Linked DNA regions of Gossypium hirsutum: region 1 is linked to region 2. The links are chromatin contacts, called in public Hi-C maps. All regions are on one chromosome and are shown on one strand. The core of a region is the stretch at or near the end of the contact, and the rest is flanking DNA. Distances in the headings are between cores, read along the strand shown.

Region 1 (7,050 bases), core at 532-3,031, 270 kb after region 2:
AAACATGCATTTCATAATTATTTTCTTGCACAGTCCCTGTGGGTACGACAACTCTACATTCTTGTCACTTTATTACTTAATACGATTGTATACACTTGCACATTTTCAACGTTCCAACCATTTTGCCCCTTTATTAGCTCGCCTGTTTTTTGTTTAGAAAACTTTTCCAATCAGATTCCCAACCAAGTTTTCAACTTTAGTTTCAGTCTACTTTTCGGAATACTTTGAGAAGAGCAATGCTAGTTGTGTTTCACATATAAATATTGAAGTATTATGTTAACATTGAAGAATAACGTCTATTACACGATTACACCGATCAGGACAGATATGCTTTTGGGGTAGTGATTCTTATACGATATATTGATTATTTTATTTATTTACGCTCAATTAATTTATTCTGTTAGTATTAACTATTTCATTTTGCAGTAGCATATTTCAAAAAAAAAAAAAATCAAACTCTCATCTAGAGCGAGAGGTTTAATCATTAATTCATAACGACATATTACATTATACGCGAACATCAACAAGATATATGTATAAGGGCTAATCTTTATTCTCTAGTTTCTTACATGGCAATTTTATTTTATTGTAGTTTATATTGTCTGGCTTTCATCATGCCAACATCTCCACCATGTACATGCATGCATATCTAGAATTCCTCATATTGCTCTGCTTACCCAGACCTGTAAATAGAAATCATTAGCTTTACAACGAAAAAAAGAAGAAGAAAGAGAGATGAGGTGAATATTTTGATTGGGTTCCATGTATTGGAGAAAATAATAAAAAGCATTACCTTCTTCTTAAACCCATAATCATCGTCGTCGTTGTCACTCTCAGAGTCACTGCAGCTGTTATCACCCGAATTATTCCTTATCAGACCCTTAGCCGAGTGGTCGTAGCCAGCATGGTATCCACCTGTTCCGCCGTTGTACTGGTACTGCTCTTCCTTGGAATGGCTGTTATACTCGGCTTCAGTATATCCAAAGCCCATGTTTTTGGTAGGGCCGTAAGCTTGGTTCTTGACGAACCCGTTTCCATGTCCGGTGTGTTTGCCGCGAATGTGCGGCTGGGTACGCGCCATCCCATTCATCGCGTACTCCCCATACCCATTGCTCTCTTCATAACCGTAAGCCTCAGTTTTTTCGTAGTTTCCATGATTATCGAAACCATGGCCCATTCCGCCATTACTTTTCTGGTGTCTAGCGGCTGCGGTGGGGCCCCCATATCCATAAACACGACCTTCGCGTTTTCCGGGGCTACTAAAGCCATAGGATTGCATGTGGGCAGTTGCAGTATTGGAGTGGGAGCCGAAGCCATTCCGAGAAGGACCATGAACTTGAGTTTTGAACATTGGAGGTCCAGTTTGGGACTTGTAGGTGGCGTAAGATTGAGCATTCTCCTCATCCCAGGTTTCAGCCATCCCATAAGCTTTCTGGGGTTTGATCATCCTATGGGTGGGCTTGCGGATTTGGTTATAACATTCACTTTCGGTGTAAGCCACTGCATACCCATTCTGGCTTCCTTTGTATTTGTTGCTTCCCCAATCAGCGTAGTGTCCCATTGAGCTGTCACCGGTCAACCCCATTCTCACACTCTCTTCTAATCTGTTATTGCTTGATGATTAACTTCATTGGAGAAAATTATATATATAAGCGCATGGTAGATTGGATTCCTTCTGGTATGCACAATAACCAGAAAGTATGAAAAAAGTGAGATGGTGCCTTTCGGCAATCAAACACAGAACAAATTCCACATATATATGATAATTTTATATTTTCTTGATCATTGGCATCTTTCAAGTCCATCATATGTTCATCATGTGCAGCGGACGTATGATTGCATGTTGTTCTCTCAAAAGAATCTCTTTGCCAAGTTCAATCTCCAAGTTTCTGAATATATTCCTTTTATAACTTTAAATTTTGGTCCATTCTTTTGATGATTGAGTGGAGAAAATAATCATTAAATGCAAAAAGTATATTTCTTTTTCCACTACTTTCTTCCTTTTTTCTGGTATCCAATTTGGGATTGCAATATGATGAGTCGTGACATGTCATAAGTTTGTAAAAGTGGAATTGGTACTAATATGAAATGCTGATACTTTTTTGTTCTAGTTACCAAGATTTTGCATGAATATTAAGTTTAGTTTGGATGTACATAGGTTTAATTTCGATGAGATAATAAATAAATGGAGATGGTGAGATTAATTATTATAACGATGAGATTGGATATTGTAAGTAACAATGAGAATAGAAACTGTCGAAACCATCTTTTGAAAAATAAAAAATTTTAGTTTTTAGGTTGTCAACTTTTAAAAAAAAATTGGGAGTCGCCACCAATCTTTTATTAAGGTGTGATTGGGTCACCTAAAAATGACTTTGGTCTACAAATTTTAGAAAAACGGGTCCGGGAGTCGGTTACGTATGAGGAAGGATTAGCACCCTCATTACGCCCAAAAATTGGTACCTAGTTAATTGATTAATGTCTTAATGTCGAAAATTTAAGAAAAAATGTAATCTTTAAGAAACTTAAACGTTGTGTATTAAGACCTTTCTCTATTTAGAGAAGCAAAAATGCCACACCCAATACGTTAGGGCACAACATTCTAATTTCCTCCAAAATGAATTGGGCCAAAATACAAAGTGCGATAAAACTTCAAAAGAACATCCACTTATCCGAGATTTAAGAAATCACACCCAATACGTTAGGGCACGATTCCTTTAAAATCCCAAACTCGGAATATTTCCTTTATTATTTAAAAAAATCTTCATTTCGAGAAACCAATGCGTCACATCCAATACGTTAGGACACAACGTGTTGAATTCCCAATAATGAGTTCTTATTTATTTTTGATTAAAGAGGAATGCTCGATTGTTAGATTTAACGAAGAAAATCGAACCCAATACGTTAGAGCTCAATTTCCTTGAAAACCCTAATACAAGCATTCTCTCTATTTTGAAAAGTTTGAAATCAAGTTAAAAATGATGTAATGCTACATTAAATATACAATACAATAATAAATAGAAATAATACATACAAATAAAAACAAACAATGTCATGTAAAGCATCACATAAACGAGCAACATAATATAAATGATAATATAAATGAAAGCACAAATTAATAAACAAATAATAATAATAAAAAACAGCACCTAATATATTAATTGAAATTTAAAGACATTCACTTAACTTACATATGAAATTTTGGGTTAAAATTCTTATAAACAAAATATAACATATTTGCAAACATAAGAAAAAAAAGTATGTAAAAAAACATCTATTCGCATATTTTTAAAAAAAATATTTATATATATATAAATATAAAAACAATGGTCAAAAATACTAATATATATATACATATATATATATATATACGAGAAGAGGCATGCATGTATAAATTATAAAAATAATCACATAAAAAAATAATTACATTATGTTAAAACAAAATATGCATATGTATTATATATATCAAAACAAATTAATATATATAAAATATATAAAAACTAAAATTAAAAAATAAAGAAAATAAAAAAAGGGTTAATTTGAATTGTAAATAAAAATTTTTAGGCAAATCTGTAAATAGATGGAGACTGAGGGACCAAATTGAACGCGCATATTACGTAGAGGGACCAGAAAGGAAAATTTCCCTATTTCCCTAAACGGCGTCGTTCCATCAGGATTGAATTGGAATTTAAAATAAATAAAAGGCCTAATTTTTAAGAAATATAAACTTAATTGCAAAAATGTTAAAAGGCGGAGGGGCTAAAAGCGAAATTTTCCCCTCCGCATAAAAACACGCGGATCCTGGGTCCAGGTCAGGTCGACACGTGGATCCTCCCCTCAAAACGGCGCCGTTTTCAATTAGCTATTTAAGCCAAAATAAAACCAAAAAATTTATTTCAAAAACATTTAAAAAAAACAAAAACACCTTTTAAAAATTCTCTCAACCTGTCTGTCCTCCGGCCACGGGCTGATCATTGGACAGTCAACGGCCACTACGCCGGCCGCCGATCTCCGGCGCCGGCACCACCGTCTGCGGTGGCCGGGAAAAGGAAAAAAAATCCTCTTTAGCCTTCTCAACCTCCTTTACCCAAATATGGGCCTAAATCTCGTGAAATATTAACGAAAGAACCCCTAAAAGCACTAAAACCTTTCGGCTTCCGGTCGTCTTTCATCGGAGACGACAACCTCCATCATTCACGGCGTTCTGGGCTTCGAAACACAGGTTGTGTCTTCCCTTTTCCCTATTTACTTTATTCGTATGTATATAATGGTAAAAAAACAATAGAAAATAAATAAATAAAAATTACAAATAACAACCTTTTGATTCGATTTTGTTCTCTATATTACGAAAGTAATAGCTTTTTTATTTCTGGTTTCGAAAATCCGGCCCCCTGTTACAGTGTATTCAGGGCTATTTTATAGCCATAATAATAAAAATGAAAATGAGGAAATAAATCTGTCATATTGATTTGATTTGATCTTGATTCCTTGATTTTTCTTTCCTTCTTTGTGTTTGCAGGCAATTGCATGGAGATTCGGCCTTTGGCGATGGTTGCGGCGCTATTGAAACCCTAGGGTTTCTGTCTGTAATTTGGGTCACCGTAGATTGGGCCCTTATTTGATTTATTAATTGGGCCATACGGGTCTGCTTGTAAATGGACTGTTTCTTTTGGGGCCCTTTTCTTACCCGGGCAAAATCCGTTATTACAAAAACAATCATGAAGTATGTGTTTAGATTCAAACACAGTTGTATAGTGAGATGAGAATAAAAAATAACTATTAAGTACATTAGATTAAAATTTTTTTATAAATTATTTATATATTAAAGATAATTAAAATTTTTAATATATAATACATATCTTTATTAAATAATTATATTATTTTTTAAGAAATTATATTATTAAATATTTTCTATCAATAAATAATTTTAATACTTTTATAAAACATAACAGAGTAAAAAAGTAGTTATTCAAAAAATATCTTAATAAAAATAAATGAATAAAGTTAAATTTTAAAGGTTAATAAAATAGAAAAGTAAAATATTGACTATTATTTGAAATAAATTAATTAACAATAAATATTATAATTTATTATTAAAATAAATAAATTAAAAAACTATTATCGATAAAAAGAAGCATAATATAACAGTAAAATAGACAAATAAAAGATAGAATAAAAAGGTTAACGATTATAAAAATAAGGTTATAATAGGTACAAAAAAATTCACTGGCCCTGAGAGTAATTTTCACTAAACCAAAAGGATACAGTAAAAAGTGAGAGGTATGGTGAGTTCAACGTATTACACTGTTGGTTATCCAAACAGCAGTTGAAGCACGTTTGGCACTAGAGGCGAAATTAGGGGTTATAGAGTCCGGATCCTCTTAAAATAATTTTTTTTATTCAGGCTATTTGAAATTTTTAAAAATTTAAATTAATAAAAGTAAAATCACACTTTAGTCTATTAAAAATGATAAAATTTTATTTTTATTTTTCAAAAATTATAAAAATATAAATTATTAAAATAATAAAATTAAATTTTTATTATTATGAAAATTACAATTTAATTTCTACTCCTAAAAAAATTTCCAAAGCTCCAATTAGGCTTTTAACTACACCTCACTGGAGTTAAAAGCAATTCCTTACTTCATCCTGAATTCAATCACCATGGTGGGTATTTCTGACAAAATTCTCTAGTCTTAATTACGGCTGAATCCATTTGCTTTTTCATTATGGTTGTTAAGACGTTGAAACATGAATTACTTGGAATTCATAATTGGTATGAATTGGGAGCAGCAGCAATAAATATGAACCAGTGCAGTGGTTGGCGGAAGCATTAGCTGCTGTCACTGCTGGATGGAAGAAGGGTTGGCAGAGAGTAATGAGTGAGGCATCTCATGCATCGGCTAAACATACCTTTCGGATTGATCAAGACTTGTATTGGCTCCTAGAAATCCGGATTTTATTTTATCCATCAAATTGTTATTATTACTTTTGAAGCATATGTAAAAATAAACAAGTTAAAAGTTAAAATGATTCATTCCTATAAAAGGCAACCAACAAAGGAGAATGCCCACCCTATATAAAAGGAAACATGAAGGGTTGGCAACGAACAAATGAGCACACCACAAGACGTGAAAAATGGGGAATCTGGTCATCAAAAAGCATCAAGGCCAACCAAACAAAAGTGTTGATGGCAAAGGAAGGAGGAAGCTGGACATACTAAGAGGCTGTCAGCCAATGGAACACGTACAGCTGCACCAATACGTTGATTCCTGGAAAATGCCCAGAGGCCAACCACATCCTACTCAATTTTGCAATCTGAGAAACAATCACGGCCGCGCAACAGTGGAAGCAACCCCTACAGAGTTAGGCCCAACAGCAGACTTAATTCTAATATATATGTATATGGGAAGGATAATGAAAAACTTAAAATTAATTTATGGTTGAGATTAAAATTTAGAATAAACTTTTCTATCTTTCCTTCTTTTTTTTTTTTTTGGTTAAAGAAGAAAATACCGTATCTTTCCTATTTTTCATTCAAGGTAAAATATTAAAACTTTTGTTTTCCTTTCTGACAAATACGAACTTTCCTTATCATCAATGCAATTTTATTTTTCCCTTTATTGTTCCATTAAAATAGATGAAAGATTCATACAAAAAGATTGGACATCATTAAGAAGTGGTTTGAGAAGGAATTTACAAGTTCAATTTTTTTGCAAATAAATTCATTCTTTGGTTTCATCTGGGTTATAATCCAATTTCTAATAACTTGGTTTGAGAGATAAAACTTTTAAAAAGCAAAATCTTGTAAAGCTTAATTAAACAAGTTACAATCAGCAAAGTATTTTTTTTCATAAGATCTTTCTTAGACCATGAGCTAGGCTGATATACACCAATGCAAGTAATGCCATTTTGGCATTAGCTTCAAATTCCACTCATTTAGAATGAACTTATTGGTTGCCACTTGCCAAAAATTGGACTAGTTATTGTGTTGATGTTTTGGAGATATTATAGTCCATCTATGAAAATCAATCTATGACTATTGAAGAC
Region 2 (7,017 bases), core at 3,635-6,134:
TGAATGACACTACATACTACAAAAGTCATACACCCAACGCACCAGCTTTTTGTTCCTTATCTATTTAAACTCAGGCTTTTACTTGCATCAAAGTGTACGATTCATGCATACATACTCCGCCATCCACCCAGGATTTAGGTATGACACTATGAACGTCACAAGTGAATAAATTCATAAATGGATTCAGGATCTATTCTACTTGGGTCATGTCCGATGCACTATCAGCCCAGTCAGTCATATCTATATTTCTATCTTCTGGGAGTCATCTGCTCCGATGCCCAAGATAAGACATCTCCTCAATTGGACTTGATAGATGACATATTAGTTTTTTAATCGGTTTGCTCATTTTTTATTAGACTAAGGACATGTTTAGGTTCGTCTACTAATACAAGTTGTCTTTTTGTATTACGATCCGACCACATAATATCACTTAGTATTAGTTAAACATTAGACAACCAATGAACAACATTTGCTTCCATTTCGCTTTGCATGCAAAAACCATTTGATGACAACAATACAAAGTATTAATGTAATTCTTGAATAATTTTATTAACTAATCTGTTCGAAAAAATTACAAGTGTATATAGACAAAAATACTACACTTAGGGCACCAGATCCAACACACCTACCGTTGCACTCAATGTTACTGGATCTGCTCTAGTCTTTCTCTCCATCTTCTTTCAGTACATCTCATTCAATTGTTTGTGACGATTCCTCTCTCCATCAAAAGAACCCTCTACATTGCCATATTTAGAGCGGTCTATTTGAATTAGTTTTAGTAGGTCACAGAGATCGGTGAAGGCCTTTTTGAATTGGATTTCCCTTCCCATTAAGTTTAATATGGACGGTTCCAGTTCAGACAATCCAGGACTAGCAAGTACTGGTGGTATTTTTCGCGACATGACTGGTAACATTTTATTTTCTTTCTCTAAATCAATCGAACTTGCTAATGCTTTTCTAGCAGCGCTGCTTGCGATTAAAGAGGTTGTTTCAGTCTGCCTACTTGGAGGAGCAATTTTACCCTTATTATGGAGAGAGAAAGTGCTTGCGCGGTGGAGTGGATCTGTAATCCACCTTTAGCCCCTGGAAGATTGAGATTCATGATCAATGGCATTAAATCCACTGGGCTTAGTGATATTGAGTGGTTTGTTATATTTACTTCAAGAACAAATAATCGAGATGTTGATTTGTTAGCCAAAGCAGGGCAGCTTCTTTTATTCTGCTTCCTCTTTAGTTTTTTTCTTTCCTAATGTTTCGTGTTTCTGCTTGTTTGCATTTTGTTTTCTTGCCTTTGCTTTGTGATTATACAAACTATGTTTGTTTTAGTGTTGTTGTTTTGAATAAAATTACTACTTTACTTTTTTTAATAATAATAAATAAAAGAGTATGAATTGGAATCTTGAAAATCCTTTTGATAAAAAAAAAACTGAATTCAAATTTCATTTATTATACAAAATTGTAAGAAATTTATGTAAATATGATATATATTTGAAGTTGTAAACAAGAATTTTGAAATAACAAATGTCAATTTCTATTTATCACTAAATAAACATAAATTTTAATAATAACTATAAGTATTACATTTATATATGTATCATCACATAATTTATATTATTCAAAAATATAAACAAACAAGAATATATATACTGAAATTTAACATATCCATGTATCACAAGATTCTCTAAATAATCCAAGATGTCAACCTCCTCCTTTGCTTCTTTCTATTTAACGTCACATATGCCTCAATAATATATATACTGAAAATTAACATATATATACATTTTTAATGTATCAGACCACACTAAATTATCATCATTTTTTTTAAAAATATATATGTAGTCGCCTTCCGAGTAAGCATAAAATGACATCTTTGAACTCATTTTCTTTGGATTATCTGGTTAACAATAAAATTCTTCAACTTTTCTTTTTCTTGTATTTTTAAAGTTAAATCTTGCTATTATGAACGTTATTGATTTAATCTTTGTGCTTTAATTTGATCACTTTTAACCCTTATATCTTTTTAAATTTTGAAACCCGAATAGTAGCATATAATTTTTTTTGGTTAAATTTAGTTACTAGTATTGTACCATGTGTACAGATGTAGATTTAGTTCATATTTTCTTATTGGATCATTATAAGTCTCCATATTTTTTGAAATTTGAAATTTTAGTTTTGACGTAAATAACAATCATTAATCCATTAACTTGATCATTTTTAGTCAGTAATTTGTGGAAATAACAAACTAACATGTCATAATACAAATGATAATATGTTTGTCGTATCAAATTTTAGAAACAATAGAATTTAATGAATTTAACAATTATCGCTTGATGAGGATTGGAATTCTAAAAATTAAAAAGTACAGGGACTAAAAGTAACCAAATCAAATAACGTGGATAAAAAATATACAACTTTAGTAAAGTACAGAGACTAGTGGCACAATTTAACCATTTTTTAATAGTTGAGTTTCTCGCAAATTACCTAACCCAGGGTGCTAACTAACTCGAGAAAGCTTAAAAGGAAAATTGAAGGTTTTTTTACTTAGTTTTCCGGTGAGCACCAAATGACTCTATTTCAAACCATCTTATTCATCGTCTTTTTATTCTCTCTTCAGCCATCAGCAAGCGTTGAAATTTGCCGTGTTTCATGTGGGAATCAATTGGTTCGTTTCCCTTTCCGTCTCAGCAGCCAACCCGATCGTTGTGGCTATCCCCGGTTCAATCTCTCATGCAAGGACCAAGCCCAAACTGTCCTTTCGCTTCCATTTTCCGGTGAATTCAATGTCGTACACATTGACTATTTGTTCCAAAATATATGGCTCAACGACCCTGATCATTGCACCCCCAAATGTCTCCTTCATGGACTTAACCTATCCAGTACTCCTTTTGATTCGCTATATCCTCGAAGCTTCACGTTTTTCAATTGTTCCGCCGCTGCATCAACACAGCTTCATCAAGCAAAGCATATCTCTTGTCTCAGCGGTACAAACTTTTCTGTCGTGGCTCTACCGGCGGACCGACTCGATTCGTCGGCATCATTGTCAACGTCGTGTTTAGAGATAGCGACGGTTTTGGTTCCGTTTTCCTGGACGGGTTGGTCGAATCTTGGGAATGGTATTATGTTGACATGGAATGAACCGAATTGCCTGAGGTGCGAAACTGGAGCAGGGAACTGCATGTTCAAGAGTGAGACGGGCCTGGATGTTGGATGCTCCGGTGGTTTTACCAATGGTATGTTTCTATTTTGCAGTGAAAAATTATGGAAATTTTGGTTAAAAATATTGCATATATAGTTGCAGTGAAAAAAAAGTACATATCTTCAGCTACCATAAATATTCAAGCCTTGCTAATTTGTAAGGAGAATTTTAAAGTATTTTTTATTATATGCTAAAATAAAAACTAGATTTTTCAATTCTAGATATGGATTTTGTGAAATGCTTTTGATTTTTACTAAGAAATTAGTATTTATTATGTCATTTTATACCAATTTTTTTCATTTCTATTTATTTTTTATTTAGTTCTCAAACTTGGTAATTTTTTTCAACTTAATCTCTAAACTTATTTTTGTCCACATTAATCCCAGAATTTAGAAATAAATTTTTAATTTAGTCCTTGAACTTAGATTCCATTAAGGTGTGATGATGTGATCACCTAAAACTTTTTTTAAAAAATATATAAAATCTAAACATACAAAAAATTTTGAATTATAAATTTTTACAATTTTTCAGGTAATGATGTAGCAGTATGAAAATGTATCATGTCATCACACTTTAAGAGAAGATCAAATTAGGAAAAGTCGTCAAGTTCTAGGACTAAAGTAAATAAAAAAAAGTTTAAGGACCAAGGTGAGAAAAACTATCAAATTCAGGGACTAAATGTTACTTTATCCCTTATTGTTTTTTACAAATCTAATAATAATTAATGCAATTTTTTTTCTTATTTTTTCTATTATTATTATTTAATTATTTGATCAAATTTCATTGTTGAAAATTCTTTCTAATTTCTAAAGTACATTTATCCAAAAATTCAATTAAATTGATAAAATTATAGAAAAAATCATTCAAGTACACCCTAAAAGTAATTAATACATAATACCCACATTCAATGGTGATATAAAAATATATATACTTGCTTTAGGCTTACTAGTTAATGGAACATGTGAGGAAAGATAAAAATGGGACATACAGAGCAAATTTCAAAATTGCTATTCACTTCTCAATCTGTTGGTGAGGCATCGCTTTCATGCTTCCACAACCACGTCAGGCGGCGGTTGAATTTCATACTTGCGTCTTTCATTTTTTTTATTTTTTTTTGTTTTCAAAGATCAAATAAAATAAGGAAGATAAATGTTTCATTATTTATTTTTAGGTCTTTCAAGACATGCTAAATACGGTATATTGTTTGGTGCTGGAATACCGGTGTTGTTCATCGTCGGCTTAGTAATTTACCTCCGCAACAAGGTTGAAGAAGACTACAACAATCGGCATCCAAATCAGCCAGAACTGTTGTCGACCACCCCAAGATTAGATGCTTCCGTCAAAGGTCTCGATGGACAAACCATCGAGGAGTATCCAGTAACATTGCTGAGTGAAAGCCGGCGATTACCGAGGCCTAATGATAATACTTGCCCAATATGCCTTAGTGAATACCAAGCTAAAGAGATGATAAGGACTATTCCAGATTGCGAGCATTATTTTCATGCCGTTTGCATCGATGAGTGGCTGAAATTGAATGCTGCATTCCCCTTGTGCCGTAATACCCCGCAAACATTAGCTCCTATTGTTTCATCTTCATCATAACAGATGATTAATTTACTTATTTTTCTTTGTGTATAATTTCTGTATGGGATCAATGTAAAAGAAATAAAGTGAAAATTACCAAACCCATCATTGTGATTATTTATTTATTTATTCATTATCAATACCTACCAAAACAATTGAGGGTGACAAGGAAAACACAAAAAAAATAAGGAATAAATTTCGTCGGTGAAAACAAAACTACAACATAGTAGACAGCTAACTATTGTTTTTCAGTTTCTTCTGACATGCCAACTCGAGGTCTACAAGTTTAATCTGCCAAAAAAGCAAGAACAAACTGTACGTTGTTTATAATCCTCTAAACTAACTACTTACATGAATGGACTTCTTTAACGTTATTAAAAGAATGGATTCAATTTCCATTCAACCTTTCTTGTTCATCATCATTTTCTTTTCTTTTCAACCATCAATAAGCCTAGAAATTTGTTCTACCCTATGCGGATCTCAAACTATTCGCTTCCCTTTCAGGCTTATAGACCAGCCCCAATACTGCGGCTATCAAGACTTTGAACTCTCTTGCCAAGTCCAGGAGACGACACAAGACGTAACCATCCTCACTTTCCCATATGCCGGTAACTTCAGCGTCTTCCATATCGATTACGCCCAACAAGTAGTGCAACTCAGCTACTCGGAAGGGTGCCTCCCGGGGATTCTTCTTCAGGGTCTTAATCTCTCAGGCTCTCCTTTTATGTCAGTAAACACTCAAAGCTACACTTTTTACAACTGTTCAACTATGGTGCAATATCCTGGAGTAACAAAAATTCCATGTCTTAGCGGGTTCAACTTTTATGTCGTCGCTATACTGACGGATGGTTATACCCCATCGACGTCGGTGTGTTTGGAGATAGCAAAGGTTATGGTCCCAATGTCAACAGATTGGTGGGAGGACGGTATGACTTTGGGGTGGAACCAACCTGATTGCCGGTGGTGTGAAAGCCATCAAGGAACTTGCCTATTCGAGAATGTTGGTGCAGGCTTGCAGGTCAGATGCGGCAGTGCTATTAAACACGGTATGCTTCATTAACTTCTTCTACGCTGTCCTTTTCTTTAATCGTTTAAATGTGTGTTTTTTTTTAATGCAAAAAGGTTAAAACTGAGAAAAAAACATGCATAAACTTTGAAGTGTAATAACCAATAATGGTAATCGAGTTAAAAGAGCAGTTTTTCATCTTTGCATTCCATTGGTAAAGTGGAAGCCGGAAGCATGTTAAGAAGGGTGATATGGGGAGTATATAGAACAATTTGGTATTAGAATTAGGATTTACCGATGGAATGCAAACTACATTGGATCTTTCAAATGTGCAGATATCGCTTTTCTTCTTCACGGATATTCCTTCAATATCTTTTCTTTAAGGTAATATTCCTTCGATATCCTGACTACATTCCTCTAGAAGTAAGTGGAGTGTCAAAATTTTATCCATATTTATATTTAATTTTATTCACGATTTAACCATTAAACTATACCCACTTTAGTAGTTAATTTTTTTTCTTTTGTATTTTGATACTTAAAGCTTAACTCCATTATACAAGGTTAAAAAAGCTGCCAATAACAACACGCCAAGTCATCAATAACATGATGTAATATGTTAACCAAAGTTGACCGGTATTCGCCGAGAATTAATTGCTTTGATTGACCATTGTTTGGACAAAAAAATCATTAAAATTGTAAAAAGTATAATTTTTTTAAAAACTGTAAAAGTTGTTTTAAAATATTTAAAAGTTGTAAAAATTATTAAAAACATTAAATTTTGTAAATATATATAAAAAAATTATAATTTTTTAAAATGAAAAAAATTTAAATTATTAAAAATTATAAAAAAATATTAAAAAGTATTTTCAAATTTTAAAAAAAATTAAAAAAATTGTAAAATTTGGCCTGCCTTAGCATAAAAGAAAAATCAATTTGAGATTTATGGCAAATTCCATTTCGAATATCAAGGATGAATGTGAACCAAGTTAGCTAAAACTGATTATGGGAATCGTATACATTTTTTAATATTTTTAAAATAATTTTCACAAATTTTTTTACTTTTTAAATATTTTTTGCAATTTTTATAAAATTTTAATGATTTTATTAATTATCAATTTTTTAATATTTTAAATTATTTTTACAGATTTTTATAGTTTTTAATAAATTTTAATAATTTTGTACAACTTTTAATGATTTGTCCTATCAACGACCAATCAACACAATCAACATA

Evidence for each region. A called contact is a pair of places that touch in the nucleus more often than the background predicts.
Region 1: a Hi-C map of leaf shows a contact between it and region 2, with 3 times the contacts expected there. The contact joins the promoter of LOC107909960 here to the promoter of LOC107909877 in region 2. A contact is called at or near these places in 2 of 34 Hi-C or Micro-C datasets (both in leaf).

Annotation. Positions count from the first base shown.
Region 1 is chrD08:42,898,911-42,905,960 of Gossypium_hirsutum_v2.1, forward strand. It overlaps LOC107909960, which reads right to left and starts at 1,782. Exons shown (of 2, transcript XM_016837679.2): 1 at 794-1,782; 2 at 450-683. The coding sequence starts at 1,585. The coding sequence ends at 660.
Region 2 is chrD08:42,628,177-42,635,193 of Gossypium_hirsutum_v2.1, forward strand. LOC107909877 (RING-H2 finger protein ATL20) reads left to right here and starts at 4,885. Exons shown (of 2, transcript XM_016837580.2): 1 at 4,885-5,826. The coding sequence starts at 5,136. It overlaps LOC107909873 (RING-H2 finger protein ATL22), which reads left to right and starts at 2,389. Exons shown (of 2, transcript XM_016837566.2): 1 at 2,389-3,230; 2 at 4,368-4,881. The coding sequence starts at 2,564. The coding sequence ends at 4,798.